Linked DNA regions of Mus musculus: all the other regions are linked to region 4. Evidence: chromatin contacts called from public HiChIP or PLAC-seq and promoter capture Hi-C data. All regions are on one chromosome and are shown on one strand. Each heading gives the region's core, a stretch centred on a gene start, on an enhancer-like site or on the middle of the called end of the contact. The rest is flanking DNA. Distances are from core to core; before and after follow the strand shown. Region 1 holds the start of Fam160a2 (family with sequence similarity 160, member A2). Region 2 holds the start of Olfr576 (olfactory receptor 576). Region 3 holds the start of Cavin3 (caveolae associated 3). Region 4 holds the start of Trim6 (tripartite motif-containing 6).

The links. Promoter capture Hi-C pulls out the DNA fragments that hold promoters and counts their contacts. HiChIP or PLAC-seq counts read pairs in DNA pulled down with a chosen protein or histone mark. Capture Hi-C pulls out chosen DNA fragments and counts their contacts.
Region 1: a promoter capture Hi-C map of embryonic stem cells shows a contact between it and region 4, with 4 times the contacts expected there. The contact joins the promoter of Fam160a2 here to the promoter of Trim6 in region 4. A contact is called at or near these places in 15 of 39 promoter capture datasets (the 3T3-L1 cell line, 3T3-L1-derived adipocytes, the HPC-7 cell line and 10 more), 1 of 484 Hi-C or Micro-C datasets (embryonic stem cells), 2 of 115 datasets of contacts at active chromatin or transcription factors (embryonic stem cells and epiblast stem cells) and 4 of 9 other capture datasets (adipose tissue, embryonic stem cells, liver and 1 more).
Region 2: a contact with region 4 is called in a FOXA1 HiChIP or PLAC-seq map of pancreatic cancer cells. The contact joins the promoter of Olfr576 here to the promoter of Trim6 in region 4. A contact is called at or near these places in 7 of 39 promoter capture datasets (the 3T3-L1 cell line, 3T3-L1-derived adipocytes, the HPC-7 cell line and 4 more) and 1 of 115 datasets of contacts at active chromatin or transcription factors (pancreatic cancer cells).
Region 3: a contact with region 4 is called in a promoter capture Hi-C map of adipose tissue, with 5 times the contacts expected there. The contact joins the promoter of Cavin3 here to the promoter of Trim6 in region 4. A contact is called at or near these places in 7 of 39 promoter capture datasets (the 3T3-L1 cell line, 3T3-L1-derived adipocytes, cranial neural crest and 4 more), 1 of 484 Hi-C or Micro-C datasets (embryonic stem cells), 4 of 115 datasets of contacts at active chromatin or transcription factors (astrocytes, embryonic stem cells and stem cell-derived neural progenitor cells) and 1 of 9 other capture datasets (adipose tissue).

Annotation. Positions count from the first base shown.
Region 1 is chr7:105,397,372-105,402,287 of GRCm38.p6, reverse strand. Fam160a2 (family with sequence similarity 160, member A2) reads left to right here and starts at 2,234. Exons shown (of 12, transcript NM_199009.3): 1 at 2,234-2,404. It also overlaps a transcript of Cnga4 not described here.
Region 2 is chr7:102,962,018-102,967,634 of GRCm38.p6, reverse strand. It overlaps Olfr576 (olfactory receptor 576), which reads right to left and starts at 2,533. Exons shown (of 1, transcript NM_001001805.2): 1 at 1,595-2,533. The coding sequence starts at 2,533. The coding sequence ends at 1,595.
Region 3 is chr7:105,479,563-105,484,534 of GRCm38.p6, reverse strand. It overlaps Cavin3 (caveolae associated 3), which reads left to right and starts at 2,338. Exons shown (of 2, transcript NM_028444.1): 1 at 2,338-2,759; 2 at 3,316-3,919. The coding sequence starts at 2,376. The coding sequence ends at 3,714. Gm36847 (a long non-coding RNA gene) reads right to left here and starts at 1,736. Exons shown (of 3, transcript XR_378395.4): 1 at 1,665-1,736.
Region 4 is chr7:104,215,176-104,220,474 of GRCm38.p6, reverse strand. It overlaps Trim6 (tripartite motif-containing 6), which reads right to left and starts at 1,680. Exons shown (of 8, transcript NM_001013616.2): 1 at 1,592-1,680.

The DNA.
Region 1 (4,916 bases), core at 985-3,484, 1.2 Mb before region 4:
ATAAACCACTTCTGCTGCATCTCATTGGAATCACAGAATAACAAGCCGTCTGCTTTATGCCACTAATTTGGAGTGATTTGTTACTTAGTACTGTGGTTTGAGTCTTAAAGGTACCCCACAGGCTATGTTCTGAGGTCTTGGTCAATAGGTTCTGGCACAATTGGGGGATGGTAAAACTTTTAGGAAGGGGCAGGTAGCATGCCAATGAGGTATGCCCTTGAGAATGTTGGGGTTCTAACATTTTTCTATCTTACCCTTTACTTCTAGGATGGCACGAGGTAAACAGCCTCCGCTGCCATATACTCTGTGGCATGATCTACTTCCTCACCACTGTTCCAAAGGCAAGCATGGCAGAAATTTCTGAATCAAGATAAACTTTTTTTTTTTCTGTTATTAATCTCATTTTGGAACAGTGATGGACAGCTGACTAATACAGCCAACATAGTAACTACCACTATCACTGGAACAACAGTAATAGAGAAATCTATAGTTTGATATATTTTCACAAATTGAACTTACCCAGCTCAGTACTTGGCTCAAGAAGCAGAACTATTATAAGCTTGAGGAGTCACTCTTCTTCTTTCTAGTCACTGTCACTCCCACCTCTCATAACAATGCCTCAGCTCTGGAAATTTGTGAGTATGCCCTTGAGTGGTGTGTGTGTGTGTGTGTGTGTGCTTGTGGAGGCCTGAGACTGATGGAAGGAATCACACTTGTTTGTTCTTCCATCTGATTTAATGAGACAGGTTCTCTCAATAAAACAGAGTCACCTTTCAAGGACAGATCCCGGTGGATCACAACACCCACCCGGTATTTATGTAGATTCTGGGGAATTTGAACTCTGGCTGTCACGTTTGCTCAGCCAGTGCTTTAACCAGGATGGTATCTCTCTGGTTCCCTTTGATGGTTTTTAATTTATACAGGATGTCAATATTTAATCCTTTCCCTTCCCTTTACCCAAGTCTCAAACCCTTCCCAGTGTCCACAAACTCCCTTTTCTACATCCTTTTGATCCTATTTTGGGCTTTGCTTTTGAATGACCATTTGCAAAGGTGCCCTGTCCACCTGACTATGTATAAAATTCCAAGACTATAATATAAACTAACACGGTCAACTAGTCCCGCAGTATTATATATTCCGTTTTCATTCTCATCTGATCTTTGCTTTGCATGCTCCCAGCTCCAGGTGTTCTCCGGGTCTTGACCATTCTGCCTTGCCTTGGGATAGCTAATTCTTTAGGGTGAAATTTTTATTTCTTTCTTCTTTATGGATACTTTTAATTTGAACCAGTTTTAGAATCACAGAAAAGTCACAAAAACAACACACAAAGCTGTAAACTCCTTACCCATGCCCCCCTGTCATCCATCATATTATGTAATCACAGAATGATCACAATCAGGTAACACTGATAGAATCAACTACAGATTTTATCGGAAACTGCTAATTCTCTTAGTGTTTCTCACTCTTGTTTCAGCCAGCATTTCTCCCTGAAGCCATCTCTCAGCTCTTTCATCCTCTATGAACAGGGATCATGCTAAGTGCTGCTTCTAGACGCTTTTCCTTTCGCAGCCCTAAGACTGAGACAGGTTCTAACGGATCAGGAATCCAGGCTGTCATGTAGGAACTTATTCCACGTTCTACGAGGTCACGGAAGCTTCGGGAGAGCTAGGAAGAGGCGGTCTTCACGGGTAGGAAGGTAGAATCCAACCGGCGTGCATAAGTCTGGTGGAAACAAACTAGCTTGGTAGCAAACAGCCTGGTCTAGGAGAGCTTTCTACAGCCCTGCCCACAGACTGGCCCTTGGCCTATCCTTTAGGAAAAGCCCTGCCCACTTGACGCTATAAGCACCGCCCAGGGCCTGTGTTCCCGCCCCCTCGTCCTCGCCCTCTATCTCTCCCAGTGCCTTCCAAAGCCTACTCTTTCCTAGCCTCAGAAGCTTGTCCCTCCCTTAGAGCAGCCTTCTGCCCTCCGGTTCGAATTTCTCTCCTCTGTCCCCGCCTCTTCTCAGTCGTCCCCTATAAAACGCCAGAATCCTCAGAAGGGCGGAGTCTGCGGGTCGAGGGGGCGGGGCCTGAGAGTGTGGAGCCGCTCCTTTCTTGGAATGCGGACGGAGACCCCGCCCCTGCGCTCGGCCGTTGCCAGGAAACGGGCGTCGACGCTCTGGCTGGGGCCTGGCCGGACCAATGAGCTGGCACGCCGCTGCCCAGCCGTGCGTCACTGGGCGGTTGCGTGAGGTGCGCGGGGGCGCGGGCTGCGTGTGGCGCGGGGCGGGGCGCGGCTGGTTCGCCTGAGGAGCGATGGCGGCGGCCTGAACTCACCTAGCCCGGCCGCCGACAGGCCCGGGCAGGGCGGCGTGGTGCAAGTGAAAGAGACGCGTGGGCCGCGGCGCGCGCAGAGGCGCAAGGTGCCGAGGGGATTCGGGATGACGGCACCGGGTTTGGAATTGAAGGGACAGGGTGAAGGGTTGGCAGGTGGTGAGGGGCTGCGAACATCTGAGGTAGGGGGGCAGGGGACAGCCTAGGTGCTGTGCACCAGGAAGAAGCCCGCTGGAGGGGATCCTGGGCCCAGCTCCGAAGGGCCCAGTTGAAGGAACTCATAACCACCGTTTGCAAAGGGTGTGGGTTCGCTGAGCTTGGAAAGGTGAGGGACGTCCTGGGACAAGAGTTGAGGGGGTAAGGCCTGTGCGGGGATGGGGAGCGTTAAAGGCCAAGGCGGGAACCAGCGGGGGATGGCTGTGCCTTGGTGTAGCAGTTGAAAGCAGGGCAGAGGAGGAAAGGGGCTTGAGGGTTATGAGACTTGCATGAGAGCTGAGGTTGGTTGTGGGGCCTCCTTGGATGCCCTGTCCAGGGAGAGCAATAGTTTACGATCAAGTAAAGTACAGGCGCAAGTGTTGTGCACTTGGCCGCCCTGTGCCCATAGATATGTTAGAGAGTGAGAGAGGAGGAAAAAAAAAAAAACCCCAGAACCACAATAACAAACCCCAAACACCACACACAAAACAGCATCATAAGCAACAGTAACTGTGATAAGGAAAATGTTTGAGGTTTAGTCATCTACAGAGTAATAATGGAACCACAGTTTCCTCAGGTTCTGCTTTTGTAAGGCAGACTTTAAAATGAGGCCATCAGGAAGTTTGTTTTTGTGTTTTGAGAGGTGGAGAGAGAGAACTACCCATATTTTCTCTCTGCCTGCTTCTGGGCACCCTTACTACATTCCTCCTTCCCTGTTGCTGTCATCTGTATTGGACGAGCAGTTGCTTTCATGGAAGTCACATGGCTTGTTATATGCAGCACTGTGTTTAGGTTTGCTCTTCTTAGGAGTTTGAAAAGCAGGAACAAAAAACCCATGACTTTGTGGAAGCAAATTTTTGTACAGTAAATGCTTATACTTTAAGTGTACATGTTTTGACATATGTGCATATTTGTGAAATCAAGATGCCAAACACTTAGACCACCTGAAAAGTTTTCTCTATTTTACAGCTCATATTTCCCTCTGTATCCTATAATTAAGTTCATTTTATTTGTATTTTATAAGTCCATCTCCTTATCCACACAGACATGAATTTGGGGAAGTTAGTCTCACTAGTGATATGATCCATTCTCTGGATCTTCTCTCTGATCTGACAGTCGGCTATGTAGTTGAGGTGTCTTGAACCTCCTTTAACCATAACAGTATTTAGGTCTTTCTATGAAGACTATCCCTAGAGAATTTGAGGCAGCCTCAGTTTATATTCTGTTAAAGAATCTCAGCTTCAGAGCTAGTTATTTTATCTTGTGGTATATTTTCTTCTCTCTGGAGACCAAAGAGGCCTTCTTCATAATGATATGTCTGGCCAGATAATCAGAACTTTTGAGGACCGACAAGCATAACAGGTTGTAGTAGTGGTTCCCAAACACTGACCTGTGGATCCAGTCCATGGTAGCGTTCATCTGTATAAGACAGGATGAAAGAACTAAAAATAAAGTTATATCCTGGGGGAGTGGCTCAGTGGGAGAGTGCCCTTCCATATTCAAAACTATAAGTTTGATCCCAACACTGCCAAAAGAGGGGCAGGGGTAACTTATTCTAATATTATTGTTCTTTTTTGGTGTTAAGGTGCTCTTTGCTCTTTCACTGGAGAAATAATTAGTGGTAAAGTACATGGTAGGTTTAAAGAAAATGATGAAAATAAAAAGTTGATCACCTTTTTAAAAAATAAATATTTTACTGGTTTATGAAATCCTGACATTCAGAATGATAGTGGTGTGTGTGTTGTTTTAGGTTGAAGAACCATGTACTTATATAGTAATTTTATGTAACTTTAGATATCTGAGTAGCATGCATGCTTACATATTATATTAATTCATTATAAAATCAAAGTGACATGCTTTACATAGCATCCTTAAAATTTGCTGAAATTATGTTGATACCTTGTGAAGTAGGCAAAGGAAGGAATTTTAGAGATGAGTCAGATTCAGAAGCTAGCAGTTTCACAGGGTAGAGGGACAAAACAAGTCAGTTTGGCATCTTCATAGTGCTAGTGACTAGAGGAAGGAAGATTTGTAATAGAAAGTAAAGGCAGTGTGGGCAAAGGGCACATTATATATTGGAAAAGTGATGAAATAGAGGACCTCATACCTGCAAGTAGTATTTCTTTATGATTTGTAATTGTTAACAAAAAAATTAAGGGGCGTGAGCATGTCATAGGGATGAGAGCTTTGTTTAATATTGTATCAATGACATGGAATGGGCATGTATAGTATTGGGCGTATTACTGATAATGTTAGAGAATTTCTTTGCCTTTCTCTCCTCCCCTCTCCCTCCCCCACTCCTTTTTTTTTTGTCCCTCTCCCCAGATGAGGCCTCACAGTGTAGCTTGGTTGGCCACAGAGATCTGCCAGCATCTGCCTTCCAAGTGCTAGGGTAAAAGGTGTTCA
Region 2 (5,617 bases), core at 1,284-3,783, 1.3 Mb after region 4:
GGTACATGCAAAGAATAGGGTCAGGTCTCAGATCAAAGGCAAAGTAACCAAACAAGGTAATAAACAAAGAATCAAACAAGGCAGGAAGCAAAGCCCAGTGGTCTTTCCAGGGCTTATCAGGATGACCAAGATAAAAGGAATGCCACACATTCCTAGGCTGAGTTTCCTTGAACTTTGTTTTAGCCCAAATGTAAATATTGTTATCTGAGCCTACTTCCATGTCCTAGCCTAATGACAAATTCCTGCCAAATTTCTAGAAGAGGCCCCAACATTTCTCCACAAACATAACAATGGGTATCAGTGGGTGAAGGGCATTAGAGAAGCACTTCTGTAGAGGCAGGATCCTCATAGTTCCATGATTGACTCTTGTTTAAGATATATGTTTACTCCATACAAATCTACATACAAGTGTTCTCATCTTCCCAAAGGGACCCATTCAGTCTTTGATTAGTGACTGGTAAACAGCCTGATAGCCTATTGTTTCAAGCTTTCTCCAGGATGCTATATTTAATATTCAGTCACCTGAGAGAAATCCCCCAAAACATTTAGATCCATCCTATAAAACTCTGATGATATCTTTGAAAAGTTTGGATGTGTTCAAAGCAAAATTGGAGCCTCAGCAACCTACATAGAATTAATGAAAATCTTAACACCTAGCTTTCCTTTCAATTGCACTTTCAAGTGTAAATTCTACCTTTTAATCTTTCTTTAAAATAGTTCTTGTATCATGAAAATGTTAATGAATAAATTTAATGAAAAATATCTTGGTACCAATTTCTGTGACCTGTAGAAATCTAACTTTAAGAGCTACATTTTATCTGAAAGTCACTAATGCCATGACATTAAAAAAATAAATTAATTAACAGTAACAACACAGGGTTTAAAGCTATTTCTCGGGTACTTTCTGGAATGTAGGAACATACTATGAATTACATTTTTACTTAATAACAATCAAAATGAGAACAAAAACAAAGAAAAAATACTACATACTTCTGTTCCCTCTTTCCTCATCTAAGAGTTACCACCTCACAAAAGAGTGTTGGCTTGTCCTCTTATTTCTCCCAGATTCAATCTATTTTGATTACGGATCTGACATGTTGCCCTTCTGCACAAAAGACTTTTAAATTTATCTAGGGTTCAACTTCTTTTTTATACTCCTAACCCAGTTCAATCATTTCATCCAAAACTCTCACTTAATATTTACGAAATAGCTACCATGTATACTGTTAATTTGATTTCCTTTGTGGTATAAATATTGTACATTACATAAATACTTTATAAATATTAATTGAAAGGAAATAAATCTCAAATTTTGTCAATTCTTTAAAGCCTGATTTAACTGTTCAATCACATAAATGTTTTATTTAAACCTCTTTTAAAATGTTAGTTATGCCTCCTTAAATCATATCAGACTCTCAGCTGTTTCTTGTACAATTACTGCAAATGTTCTCAACCCGATTATAAGTTTTATACATCATAGAAATTCAAAGCCTCACTACAGAGCTTCTAATGACCATGATGCTGAGCACAGCAGGTGCTAGAAAGTACCTATTTGCAGATAACAAATTATTTACATTCTTATCTGTGTGAGTCCTTATCTCACACATAGGTTAACCAACTTTCCCAAGACCTTCTCCCGGATTTGCCGAGTCTTTATACAGTACACAATGGGGTTCATCAGGGGTGGCACCAACAAGAACATATCTGCAATAAGGATTACAAGTAGGGGACTTTTGTGTTTGGCAAAGCGATGTATGGCAGCCAGGGTGATGATGGGCACATAGAAGATGAGCACAGCACAGATGTGGGAGACACAGGTATTTAGAGCCTTAAGCCTTTCTGCTAGAGATGCAATACTGAGAACTGTCTTCAAGATCAGCACATAAGACATAAGAATCAAGGCAAAGTCCAGCATGGTACAGAGAGCCACAAAGAAGCCATAGATGAAATTGATCTTGTTATCAGAGCAGGCCAGTTTCATGACATCTTGATGAAGGCAGTATGAGTGAGAGAGGAGATTCTTGTGACAGTATTTCAGTTTCCTTAGTGTGAAAGGGAATGGAAGCACCAAAACTGTGCTCCTGAAGGCTAAAATTAGCCCTATTTTAGCAACTCTGCGGCCATTGAGGATAGAACTGTATCTTAAAGGGTTGTGAATGGCAAGAAAGCGGTCCAAAGACATAATCAGAAGCACAGAGGACTCCATGACAGTGAAGCCATGGATAAAGAACTCTTGGGCAAAACAGGCATTGGGTGAGATTGCCATGGCATTGAAAAAGAAGATTTTAAGCATGGTAGGAAGAGAAGAGAAGGACAAGCCCATATCAGAGACAGCCAACATGGTAAGGAAATAGTACATGGGCTCGTGAAGAGAGGGTTCTGTCTTGATGACAAAAATGATAATGCAGTTACCCATGATGGCAATAAGGTACATGAGGAAGATAGGGATGGAGATCCACTCGTGGGCATATTCCAGTCCTGGTATCCCAATTAGAAGAAAATACATGACCTCGGAGTTGTTGAAAACAGACATGTGCAGGAATAGGAACTGTATGTGAAATCATGTAACAAAAAAGCAATCATTCTTTTTGGTGATATTCAACTTTACATGAATGAGATAAATACTTTGCAACAAAATATATTTAGTGTATACAATCAGTATATTTTTCCAAAGATACTCTAAGTCCTTTATCAGTTAACATCTTCCAAAATGGCAAAAGGCAATTCTAACTACCTTTCTTTTTTATATTTTATTTTTATTTTCTATTTATATTTTTTTATTATTAGAATTTTCTTTATTTACATTTCAAATTTTATTGACGGCAATTCAACTATTTTTGTTGGATCAGTTAAAAGATTCCCAAAAGTCTTTGCACTACTTTCCCCCACACAACCTTAAGCAACTTCCATGTTGTCTTTACAACAAATCTCTGAATTTCATAGAAGACAGTCTGAAATTATAATCTATAATTATAACTAAAATGCTCAGAGATCACTAAAAATAATTTGGAAAACAGTAACTGCTAGAAAGCAAGTATGAGTAATTAATGGCTTAATCTTAAGAGGTAAGTTTTCATTATGTACATTTTTATTTATCTATATTATCAATAATTATATATAATTTTATAAAAATGAAAATAATGAAGGTTGTTCAAGTATCTATACCACTTCTTTGATTGGTCTTAATTGATTTTCTTTGTTTATAAGCCTGGTTTTATATCAGTAAGGTTTTCATGTTGCAGAGACTTGTGAAGAATCAAACACATATCTAAATATGTCACATTACAAATAATTTTAAATGTTAACATCATTTACTAGAAACACTAGGTTCTAACACAATGTGAGAAATTAACCCTGAAAAGTTGTTTGTTTGTTTGTTTGTTTGTTTCCTCACCCTTGTGGTCAGGTATTGAATCAGAAGAAGTTTCCTAGTTTACACAGTTAAGGTTTTCATCTTATTATTTCAGAAGCAATTTGTACAGTGTAATGATTTATGCATTATGATAAATATACTCCCCTTACCAGATAGACCTTACTGGATTAGTTTATTCTGATCAGTATTGAATAAATAAATTGAATAAAAATATCCAAATTTGGAAACGAATCCAAAACATGAAACTTCCCTTTAAAATATAATTATTAAAGATGCACCCACATAATAAACCTGGTTGTATTCTTGGGGGTCAATATCAACAAGTCCATCATTTGATTTTCAGATTCAATATATAATTTTGCAATTTAAATTTTTTGATTCAAGATAATCTAGTATTGGATGACTCTAAATATATCCAAAGTAACACAAATATAATATATTTAACATAAATTGTCCTATATTTAAAACTCTATTTGAATAAATATATAAGTTAATGAAAATTATGAAACAAATTTGAAATTATAAAATATCCAAATTTGTAGTAATGATAAAGAACCAAGGAAAAGCCGGAACTATAAAGACATGTTAGTTAAATTTCATTTAATAATTGCTTTTGCTTCAGAATTATTAGAGAATATTTTTACAGACCCCACAACATTAGATTAAGAAGCATTAATATAATAGTTGGTACTTGGAGCTGTGAGAATAAATGAGATCGTCAAGGAGGGAAAATATACAAAATACAAATTTGAATCTCACAAAACTTTAGGAGCTGCAAGATTGCTGAAAGTGTCATGTACTGTTGTAAGAAGAATGATTTGAGAAGGCAATACATAAGCAAGCATTGATCCAAGTTCTTAGAATATTTGTAGCTAAGATAAGAAACATGACCTCAAAAGACTTTATGAACATCTGTACATAATGCTCAGCCAGGCAACTTACCCTCTGCAAATCTAAGGCATCAAATGCCTTCTACTCTTTCCTTGAATATTGTAAATAAGAATTTCTGCCTCAGACTTATTTTAGACCATGTGGTGTTGTCTCTAGCAAAATTTAAATAACCAACAGGAGCAGCTGTTTTCACAAATAATCCAAGAAAAAATGGCTAGTGTTTTCTTTGTGGCATCACATGCCAAACTGAAAAGGTAGTGCTGTTTTTATTGATCATAAAGGTCACTTTCATTTGAAATTTTATCAATTAAATGAGTGCTATGAATGTCAGAATATTAGCCTGGTACTTAACCTTGCTGTTTAATCATCAGACCATTCAGAACCCACCCACACGTGCACGGGCACACGAGCGTACATACACAAACATAAATACATAATACATACATACATACACAAACATAAATACATACACACACAAACACACTTGCACACATACATGAACCTGTCAAACACACTTACTCAAATATCCCCACACATGCACAGTCCAAAGTTGCTTCCCCTTCCTATCCATAATTGCTTATTCCAACATACGCTTTAATTTTACTTAACAATTTTACTTAAGAAAGCTTTCATTTTAAGCTCTCCATGGGGTGTTCAGCTCCTTGTCCTTACCAGAACCAGAAGCACACTCCCCTGAAAGGCAAGAACAAGAGTCCTCTGCTTTGCCCTCAACCTTATCTCGATCAGTCTCTTCTGTTTGCTCTGGAGTACAGACCTCTGGGAGTTAAGGGAAGTCTCCTGGGTATTCTGACTGTACGTTTATAAAGAACATGGTGCATCTGTGAGTTAACTCCTCAGCACCCAGGTCTCAGCAGGAGCCAGAGACAGGTTACCAACCTGATGACCACATCTGTGAGAGGTAAACAGTGGAAATCAAAATGAAGCTTGAAATGTGATGTTCACATAAGTCTGGAAGCAGAATTAGAATAATGGACTTGGTTTAATCAAATATTCTAATTCCAATTCCAAGCCATCCTTCTGGACTTTCCTTAAGAATAGTTTCATCATTTGTAAAATAATGAGTAACACCTAAGGATCAAACACTTCTGAAACCACTTTACAAGACCTGAGTGATTTTTTCCCCTGTAATCCACAAAACTGTTAGTAAACAGTAGGTGCATGTAATTTGCGGTCCTATGTCACATTTCTAGCCAGACATCTCAAAATTACATCCATCTTGCACTACATGCTATACTCATGATAAGGTATTTGATGGACACTCTCTGTGCTTCCACCATAGTTTTCTAGTGTTTTTATCAATCCTATAGTAGTTTGTGTTGAAAAAAGAAAAGT
Region 3 (4,972 bases), core at 1,089-3,588, 1.3 Mb before region 4:
AAGTAAATCACAGAAATTAGGGGTTGGGAAGATGACTCAGTAGTTAAGAGTGTTTGTTGTTCTTCCAGGGGACCCAGGTTCTATGCCAGGACCCATACTGGGTTGCTCACAACCACCTGTAACTTCACCTCCAATAGTAGCTAATGCTGTTGGCTCTGTGGGCACCTGCACTCATATGCACACACCCACACCCATACACCAAATATTTGTAAAAATGCTAAAAAAAAAACCATAAGAAATTAGAAAGATCACTCTTTTTCTTCAATTATCTTCATTGTAGGGGAACTCTGCTCCTTACCTAGGAGAATGGCTGACAAAGAACTTGGGCAGACAGGCCGTGCTGGGTCCCCTCTCATCTACTATAGTCAGACCACACCCCTTTGTCTAACCCCATTTCTGTGTAGCTCTCCAGTCTTCATTAACTTAAGCATACAACAGTTTTCCTTTGTGTCTTCCCTTTGGAATGTCTGTGCCATGTAAAACCTCTATTACTTAGACTTGCTATGCCATTTCCATCTCCCTGTGCAGCCAGGGAGAGTCTTAATCTTTCAGATGTGCCATTCTTAGTTCCAGATTTACAGGTGTATAACCAAGCTCATTTAAACCTGACTGTGGTTTTAAGAGCGCCAGCCACGAACTGGTGATAGGCATCACATTTTGAACATCTAGAGCTAGAACGGACCAGACAGTGATGTATGGTTGGGTAGAATTGGTCACTAAAGCTTTTCTCAACCTTATTTATGTATGTAGTCTTTTGGACGACCCAAGACAATTGTGTGTCTAAGCTGGAGAGATAGCTCAGCCAATAAGAGTACTTGAGGCTCTTACATAGGACAGGAATCCTATTTTTAGCACCCACATTGGATACCTCAGAGTGGCCAATAACCACAGTTTGAGGGCATCTGACACCTTCTGATATCCATAGGTCTTTGCACATGCATGTGCACACATTCATGCACACACACATATACATAAATAAATAAAAACATCTAAAAGATTTCCAAGTTGTTGGGCTGGGGTATGGCTTAGTGGCAGAATACTTGTCTAGCGTGTTTGAGGGTTTGGGTTTGATCCTTAACGCTGTGCCTTTTCAGCCAACTAATGGGGCAGTCAATGAACACCTATAACTTCAACACTCAGGTGTCTGAGACAGGAAGATTTTGAGTTTGAGGCCTGGGTTACACAATGAGTCCCTATCTCAAAAACACAGAAACAGGGTCAAAGATGTAGCTCCGTTGAAGATGTTGACCAGTGTGCATAGGAGCCTGAGTTCGATTTCCAGCACCAGCATAAAGTAGGTTTGGTGGCACACAACTGTTATCTCAGCCGTTGGGTGGCAGAAGCAAGAACAGACATTCAAGACCATCCTTGGCTGAACAGTGAGTTCAGGGCCTCCCTGAATGACATGAAACCCCGCTCAAACTCTTTGTGTTCTTTTGTCAGGCTCAGATGGCTCTGCTAATATCGGGTCCAAGATGAGCAAATCAAACTCTAACATAAAAACAAAGTTTTCACAACCAGAACTCAGGAATCAACCTTTATGTAGTGATTTTCCACTCTAACACTCACTATGTAGTTCATCATGGTCTCCAATTGGTGATTTTCCTACCTCAATATGTATCACCATATCTAGCTACTGCAGCATTTCAAATCCTCACACTCACCAATTTCGGAGACGGGATTGAAGGCATTACGCAGGAACCACAGCCAATCTCCATTAAAACGGACAAACCAGTACTTATTCTAACTCATGGCTGAGCTATCCTCCAGGAATCCAAAGAAGAACAACGCAGTCCAGTAGGAAGAAATAGCAATAAACGAAGCCAGAGGCTAAACCTGGAAAATATCAGAGGATGCCCCGCCCAGCCCGCCTAGACACAAAGCCCTGCCTTGGGCCTAGGCAGTCTTGGGTCTGAGGCAGAACATTCCAAACTTTACAGGCCTCCGCCCAGCGTTGGGGCTCAGCAGCTTTGACGGCTTAGGCTATGCCTTTAACACCCCTGCCTTCCACCCCCACCCCCTTCTCTGATCACTAGATAGATAAATGAAATTTTCAGTGGTTTGCCTTTTGCTGTGAAGAACACAGGCCTGAAAGAAGCCCACCAGGAAAATGGGGGAAAAGGAGCACAAACTCAGAAAAGAGGTGCCTCTGGGCAGGACTGTCTTACTCGCAGATCCCGGGGCGGAGCCTTCGAAAGAGCCCCCTTTGGACATTCCGCCCCCTTGCTCGGCCTCCTCCTTTTCCCACCGCGGAAGATGCCAACTCCCGCCCGGCTGAGTCACGGCCTGAACTAGGGGAGGAGGCGGGGAAAGGCAGCCCCAGCCCAGATCGCAGCCATCGGTCTCAGGGAGAGCAGGCCCGGTGGTCAGAGATCATGGGGGAGAGCGCACTGGAGCCCGGACCTGTGCCTGAGACGCCCGCAGGGGGTCCGGTGCACGCAGTCACCGTGGTGACCTTGCTGGAGAAATTGGCCACCATGCTGGAGGCTCTGCGGGAGCGGCAAGGCGGCCTGGCTGAGAGGCAGGGCGGCCTGGCGGGCTCCGTGCGTCGCATACAGAGTGGCCTGGGTGCGCTGAGTCGCAGCCACGACACCACCAGCAACACACTGACGCAGCTGCTGGCCAAGGCGGAGCGCGTGGGCTCGCACGCCGACGCAGCCCAGGAGCGGGCCGTGCGTCGCGCTGCTCAGGTGCAGCGGTTGGAGGCCAACCACGGGCTGCTGGTGGCGCGCGGGAAGCTGCACGTCCTGCTCTTCAAGGTCAGTGACCTCAGGCATCCCTCTCCCGCCCCCAACCCTCGCCTCTAGGTTACCACCGAGGGAAGGACTCCTGCCACCCACCCGTCCGCATCTCCACATTCCTGACCCAGCGTGCTGCCCTCACTTGTGGAAGACTCTCAGAGCCGCACCCACTTTCTCACAACAGCGACCTTATCCCTTTCTCACTCCCAGCCTGGCCAACCCACGCCCTCCCTAACTCAGGCCAGTCTGCGGATTTGGTCAGTCGCACCCACATGGAACTAACTGTTAGGTGTTACTCTGCCTCCTCCAAGCGCCTATACAGCTGTTACACTCTACACGGTTTCATCCACTTTGCAAACTTGCAAGGTCCACTTTCCCCCTCTTTGCTCATCTCTCTGCTCCTCCATCCTCCCCATCCCCCATCTTCCCATTCCTCTATTTTGGCCCCAATTCCTAGTGCAGATGCAAAGGGTGGAGTAGCTTCCCTTGGCGGGCGGGCAAGAGAGTTTCAGGCTGGTCCTGGCTAAGTGCCAGGGTCAAATCAGAGAATCAAAAGCTGTGTCATCACATTTAGGAGGAGACTGAAATTCCAGCCCGCGCCTTCCAGAAAGTCCCAGAGCTCTTGGGTCCGGAGGACCAGTTGGTGCTGGGCCCAGATCAGCCAGAGGATGAAGTTGGAGAGAGTTCTGAAGAGGAGCCAGTGGAGTCCAGGGCTCAGCGGCTGCGCCGCACTGGTTTACAGAAAGTTCAAAGCCTGAAAAGGGCTCTTTCCAGTCGTAAAGCAGCACAGCCCACACCAGTCAAGCCGCCACGCGTAGGGCCTGTCCGGAGCTCTGAAGGCCCATCAGAAGGCCAGCCTGCAGCTCAGCCTGAAATGGAGTCCGAGCTCGAGACTGCCCTGGAGCCAGAACCTCCTCAACCTACCAAGGAAGATCCTGAGAAACCCGTGCTTCAAATAGAGAGCGCAGCCTGATCCCTGGGGCTGCCTGTCCCATTCGGTGCTTAAGCCTTGTCCCAAAATAAGTACTTATAGAGTGCAGCACTTACATCCAAATAAGGAGAGAATCCTGCATCCACTGCCCAGCTCCAAAGCTTCCTTCCTGGCTTTCCAGTCTGAACCCTGTGTCCTCTGACAGAGGAGCTTTCAGCCTAATTTAGGTTCACCACCAATAAAAGCAATTTTCTCTAACCCAGACTCAATGAGAAAGGGCGAGCGACAATGCGCATGGCTTGGGGAAGGAATGGGCTGAATGACAAACGTTCTCACTTTTCACCGAATCCTGGGTCCTCCATTGGCACGGAGAAATATTGGCCACTTACTGCTTAAATACATTCCTCTTGGGGACACATAAGTACAACTTTGGGGCCCGGCCTGGGGCGGGGCAGTATGCAGTTCTTTGAAGAAAACGCCCTAGTTAATGTCAGCTAATGCACTCTTCCTACTTCTGGTGTCTGACACTCACAGACAGCTCACACCATTGGGTTGGGGTGCATTTAGAAAGCAATCCAAAAACAGCCCTTGGTCTACTTTCCTTCTGCCAACAAAACAAAACAAAGCACACAAAGCACTCATTGTTTTCAAAACCAAATGAGTAATCTGATAGGTTGAGAGAATCCAGGCCTCCTAGAATCGAGCATCTCTCACAATGAGTGTGACGAACTGACTGTGTCTTCATGTCAATGCATAAAATAAAAAAAAAATAGGACCTCCATGTTTTTTAGATCTTGTTAGGGTTTGAATCTGAAAGGTTCCCTGAAGGCTCATTGTTGGGAGCTTGCTAGCTTTCTGTGTGTGTGTATGTGTGTGTGTGTGTGTTAGAATGGCTTGTGATCTAATCAATGGAGTATGCCCTTGATTTATCCATAGTATGTCAGTCTTATTGGGAGACAGAGAAAAGAAGGAGGTTAGACTTAGTTGGAGAAAGCAGACAGATGGATGCTATGCCTGCTGCCACAATCTGCCTCATTTCAGGCCAAAAGCCGGCACCCATTTTAAAAATTTAAAAACCAATCTTCTCAGTAGTTAGTATAGCATGCAGAATTAATTTCCCACTTGATGCATAATAGAGAAACTGCAGTGTTAATTCCCCGTTGAGGGGACATGTCATGTCAGTCTCATGGACTTTCAAATATTCTGGAATGTTTGATGTTCACCACCATTTATGTGGGCACTCCCATATCCAGCACAAGCGCAGTCATCATAAATACCAGTGGGCACGGTGTGTGTGTGT
Region 4 (5,299 bases), core at 431-2,930:
AACCTTGTCAGCAACTCACTATGTAGCTGAGGGTGACCTTAAACTTTGGACTCCCCTGCCTCCACGCCACAAGTACTGGTATTTTACACCTTGTCCCACCCCACCCCACCCACTCACTCCCCAAGAACCCTAGAGCATCACCCCAGCTCTTCTACCTTTCTTTGATGCTGAGGATCCAATCCAGGACTTTGTACAAGCACCGTACCAACTGAGCCACACACCCCAACTTCTTAGCATATTATTTCCAAAACTGGCTTGATAATGCATATTTTAAAAGTTAGGCATAGAGTTTGCCCATAATAACCTTGTTTGAGAATTTGCCATGCCCGGTGGTTTGCTGTTTTTCGACCTCTGCCCCAGTAAACGTTCACCAAAACTCTAGAATCCACCCATTGTATTGCTCTGTCCACGCTACATATTAAAAAAATGTTAAGGAGACGGCTCAGTGGGTAAGAGCACTGACTGCTCTTCCGAAGGTCCTGAGTTCAAACCCCAGCAAGCACATGGTGGCTCACAACCACCAGTAATGAGATCTGATGCCCTCTTCTGGTGTGTCTGAAGACAGCTACATTGTACTTATGTATAATAATAAATAAATTTTTTTTTTTAATGTTAAAGCTCAGAGGCTAAATAAACAGACTGGGGACATACGGCATCCAATTTTCAGGTCCTGTACTGAAACACACGCAACATAACTAGCTGTAACACCTATTTTTCTCAAATGACTGATAAAATAAATGTCCCTTTGCTGTGTCGGTAGCTCAGGCCTGTAATCGTAACACCAGAGAAGAGGGTTGGAATCAAGAAGATGGTTAGCGATAGGGTAGCTTGGGTTATAGAAGGATATATCTGAAAAAAAATTGAGTTTACATACATACTTTTAGAATACATAAATTCAATGCTCCCTATCTCAGCCAAGTTATTCACAATAAATCACCTCACTGTCTCGGCCTGCCTCCGTCAGAAGTGACTCAGCAGAGTAACGGGGCGGTAGGCACCCCCAGAGAAGGTCCGCAGATGAAGAGTACCCGGTAGGCAAACTTCTCCAGAGCACGTCCGGAAGCCTAATTCCGAGGGCCAGAAATCCTGGCTGGGGTCTGTTCCTAACTCCGCCCAGCTTGCCTCGGCTTCCTCTGGAGAGGCCCTAGGGCTCCTAGCTCCGACTGGTTGCAGCCGGTGTAGACCGGGTCGGGGCAGGTAGAGTAGCTCATCTCCCAACTCTTCCTGGAAGAAGCCGGGCCTGCTTGGGAGGGGGTTGGGGGTTGGGGGGAATAAACCTACTTCCTGGAGCTGGGGGAGGAGATGTTGACCTCTGAATCCACTCGGGACTCCGAACGGGAATCTCCCAGAGCAGTGTGCCTTTGCCTCCAAAATCCAGGTTCAACGCCCGTTTCCCGCTTAGGGCTATAGGAATACTGCCTATTCCTAGCCGCGAACATGCCTCTCCAATGCTTCCCAAACTCAAGGAAACTCAAAGAGGCAGTCCCGCAACTCTTCTTGCACGCGTGAGCCCCAACACAAATAGTAAGGCAGCACAGACTCTACACACCAGTGGGACAGCAACGACTGGTCAGAAAATGGGTTTGCTCACCAATCTGGAATCCGTGCCTGGATCAGTGCCGAGGACTTGCAGCCAAGGAGACGGCTCCTTCCAGTACTAAAGCCGGACTCCAGGAAAAAGGGGCGGGCCTGGCGGAGGAGGCGGGGCTGACCCCTGTGCTGGCTGGGACCAAACCCCGGGTCAGAAATGCGAAGATGCCCTAGACAAGTCTATGGAACAGTCTTTAAGAACATCATCATTAGAGACTTAGGCTTTCTACCGTATGCAAGTGTTTAATACACCTGTTCTCACTATCAATATATTGAAATGTCTAAAGAATAAAAGGTCTAGCCATACAATTAAAAGGTGACTGCATTTGATGGATTACAAAAATCTGCCAACTTTAAATTACCTGTGTGTATCTCTAATTTTAACGCATGGAACCAAAAGACTACTTTTATACTGAAGTACTTATACATTTACATATGCAAACTGAACTGGACTGGAACTGGACTGTAAGGGTTTTGGGTTTTTTGTTTGTTTGTTTGTTTTTAAGATTTATTTATTTATTTTATGTATATAAGTACACTGTTGCTGTCTTCAGACACATCAGAAAAGGGCATCGAATTCCTATTACAGATGGTTGTGAGCCACCATGTGATTGCTGGGAATTGAACTGAACTACTCAGGAAAAGCAGTCGGTGCTCTTAACCACTGAGCCACCTCTCTAACCCCTAGACTGTAAGTTATTAAAGGCAGGGCTACTGTGAAAAGAAAAGAATGCCAAACTTCCTGGTTTGGGAGACTGACAACCCAACTGATCTCAGAAGATGGGGGGAGGGGGAAAGACTTTGGGGAGGAGCTGGGGGTGGAGTAGGAAGTGGCTCAGCAGTAAATTGTTTGCCTTACCTGCATGAGCCTGTGAACTGGGCTGACTCACAATTGTAATTCAGCATTAGGAGACTGAGGCAGGAGGATTACTCATAAATTTAAACCAGCCTGGGCTACAGAGTGTTTTTGCCTCGAAAAACTTAAAACACAAAATGAAAAGTCAAGTCAGGAATAGATGTTTGGAGTGAGGATGGGAAAACATGGTGCAAGCATTCCTTTTTTTTTTTTTTTTTTTTTCTGGTTTTTCAAGACAGGGTTTCTCTGTAGCCCTGGCTGTCCTGGAACTCACTTTGTAGACCAGCCTGGCCTCAAACTCAGAAATCCGCCTGCCTCTGCCTCCCAAGTGCTAGGATTAAAGGTGTGTGCCACCACGCCTGGCTGGTGCAAGCATTCTTAAGAATCATAGAAAAACAGAGCAGAGAAGATGGGACGCTCAATGTCTAACATACAAGGGTAAGGTTTATTTGGTTTTGAGACAGGGTGATGTGACATGCATATTTCTCCCAGGCTGATTTCAAACTTGCTGTGTAGCTGAGAATGGTCCAGATTCTGCTTCTGTGGTGGTGGCGGTATTGCAAGCGTGCATCCCCTTGCCCCAGCTGATCCAGTGTTGAGCATTGAACCCAGGCTTTGTGCGTCCGGGCAAACACTCTGCCAATGGGATTAGCTCCTAAAAGAGATTTATAGACAGCACAAATAGGTGGCACCATCATATGGAGGAAGAATTTGGTAAGATCTCAAAGACAGGGAATGTGGGATGAGAGGATCTCTGAATGTGTGGTTCTTCAAGATTTCTGTGTTCTTACACTCCTTTGATTACTCCAGACTTGGTTGTTCTGTTACACAAAATTGCTATGGAGCCTGAGTTTGCCTGCTGGTATCATGGTTGGGGGTTCTCTGGATTGTCTCTTTAAATTCCAAATCAGTTCTCAGAATTGTAACTTTGTTTGTTTGGTTTGTTTGTTTGGACAAGGTTTCTTTGTATAACTGCCCTGGCTGCCCTAGAATGCCTTTGTAGACCAGGCTGGCCTTGAACTCAGAGATCTGCCTGCCTCTGCATTCCTGATTGCTCGGATTAAAGGAATAAACCACCATGCTTGTTGAATTGTAGCGTCTCTTCTCTTCTGTTCCATTATCCTTGAAGGAAATCATGGGGCTTTGCTCCTGAGTCATGCATACAACTCTTAGCCTTGAAGAATTGAGCCAGCCAGGAAGTCTGAGTAAGAATAAACAGAGGTAGCTGCTGTAGAGGTACAGGAGGTTGAGAAGTCTAGAACTCATTGAAACCTATTTAGCACAATAGCACAAGTAGCTGGATGATTCAGACTAGGGCAGAAGTCAACTCATGACCCCGCAGAGAAGATTTTTAAAGCCCTGCTCCCTTGTGCTATGGAGTGAGTGAAATTTATCCCTTATAGGCTTATAACCTACAGGGAGGTAAATGACCTATTCCAAGACCTGCAGTGTGAACTGAAGGTGGACCCTTTCCTTATTCTCTTTGCACTCAAACTCTCTTCAGTCTCCACAGGGCCAGGAGTCCCCTTCTCCTTGGAGAACATGACTTTGCTCTCTCTATGAAGAACATGAGCTCTGCCTGCCTTTCACCTTGTTTTGTACCATGTGTCCCCAGACCTCTGTCTCCTACTTCCCTCTTTAGTTCACTGCAGGGCAGAGGCTAGAGATGTATTCTAGCACCTCTCCAATTCATTTAGTTGTCCCTAAAGAAAACAGGAACAGGGGATGGAGTAATAAAGCAGGCTACTCCAAGTGTGTTTGCAGATCAGCCTGCTGGTCAGGAAACTATTACATCAGGTGTGGGAGGGGGAGGGGGGAGAGGGCGGCTGGAGAGATGGCTCAGAGGTTAAGAGCACTGATTGGTCTTCCAGAAATGTCCTGAGTTCAATTCCCAGAAACCACATGGTGGCTCCTAACCATCTGTAATGGGATGTGATGCACTCTTCTTGTATGTCTGAAGACAGCTACAGAGTACTGATATATAAATAAAACATTTTTTAAAAAAGAAACTATTACATTTATATTGTTACAGCTACATAGTTAATTAAGAAGCTTATATGCTGGTATCAGACAGAACTGGCTTCTAGCCTACTTCATTGAAGCTACTCCAAGGATCCACACGTGTTGACTTATGCCTGTGATGCCAGCACTTGGGTGGCTGAGTCAGAAGGACTGCTGGGAATTTGAGACAGCACGGGCTTTCAGAGTGAGGCCCTATCTCAGAAAACAAATAGACAGATAAAGAAATAAAACTATTTTTCTGGAGCCAAATTTTGCCTTTCAGAAGATCTTTATGGCACCAACTTTCATCCTTTTGACCATTTTCTGTTCTATATTCAACCGTTCCAAAGCTTCCTGGAGCTTTTCCTGCAAGGAGCTAGTTTCATTGCTTATTCATTATCCAGGATGGTGTGAATAAGATGGTCTCAGAGTTAGATTTGTTTTGTTGTTGTTTTATTTTCAATCTTAGATGGAGTGCTTTTCTTCTAGGGCACAAAGTATCTGCCTTTAACATCACTATCCCCAAGATAATGGGAAGATAAGATCTTTTAAAAATATTTTATTTAGAAGTTGGAGAGATGGCTCAGCGGTTTGAAAGCACTGGCTGCTTTTTCGGAGGACCAGAGTTCAATTCCCAACACCCACATGGCAGTCCATGGCTCTCCATAAGTCCAGTTCCAGGAGATCTGGCACCCTCACACAAATATAACAACAATGCATAGAAAAGAAAGAAAAGAAAATTAAAAACTATTTAGTGAGAGAGAGACAGAAACAGAGACAGACAGACAGACAGACACAGATACACATAGAGAGAATATATGTGTGTGCAGAGGACCTGAGGAAGCCAGCAGG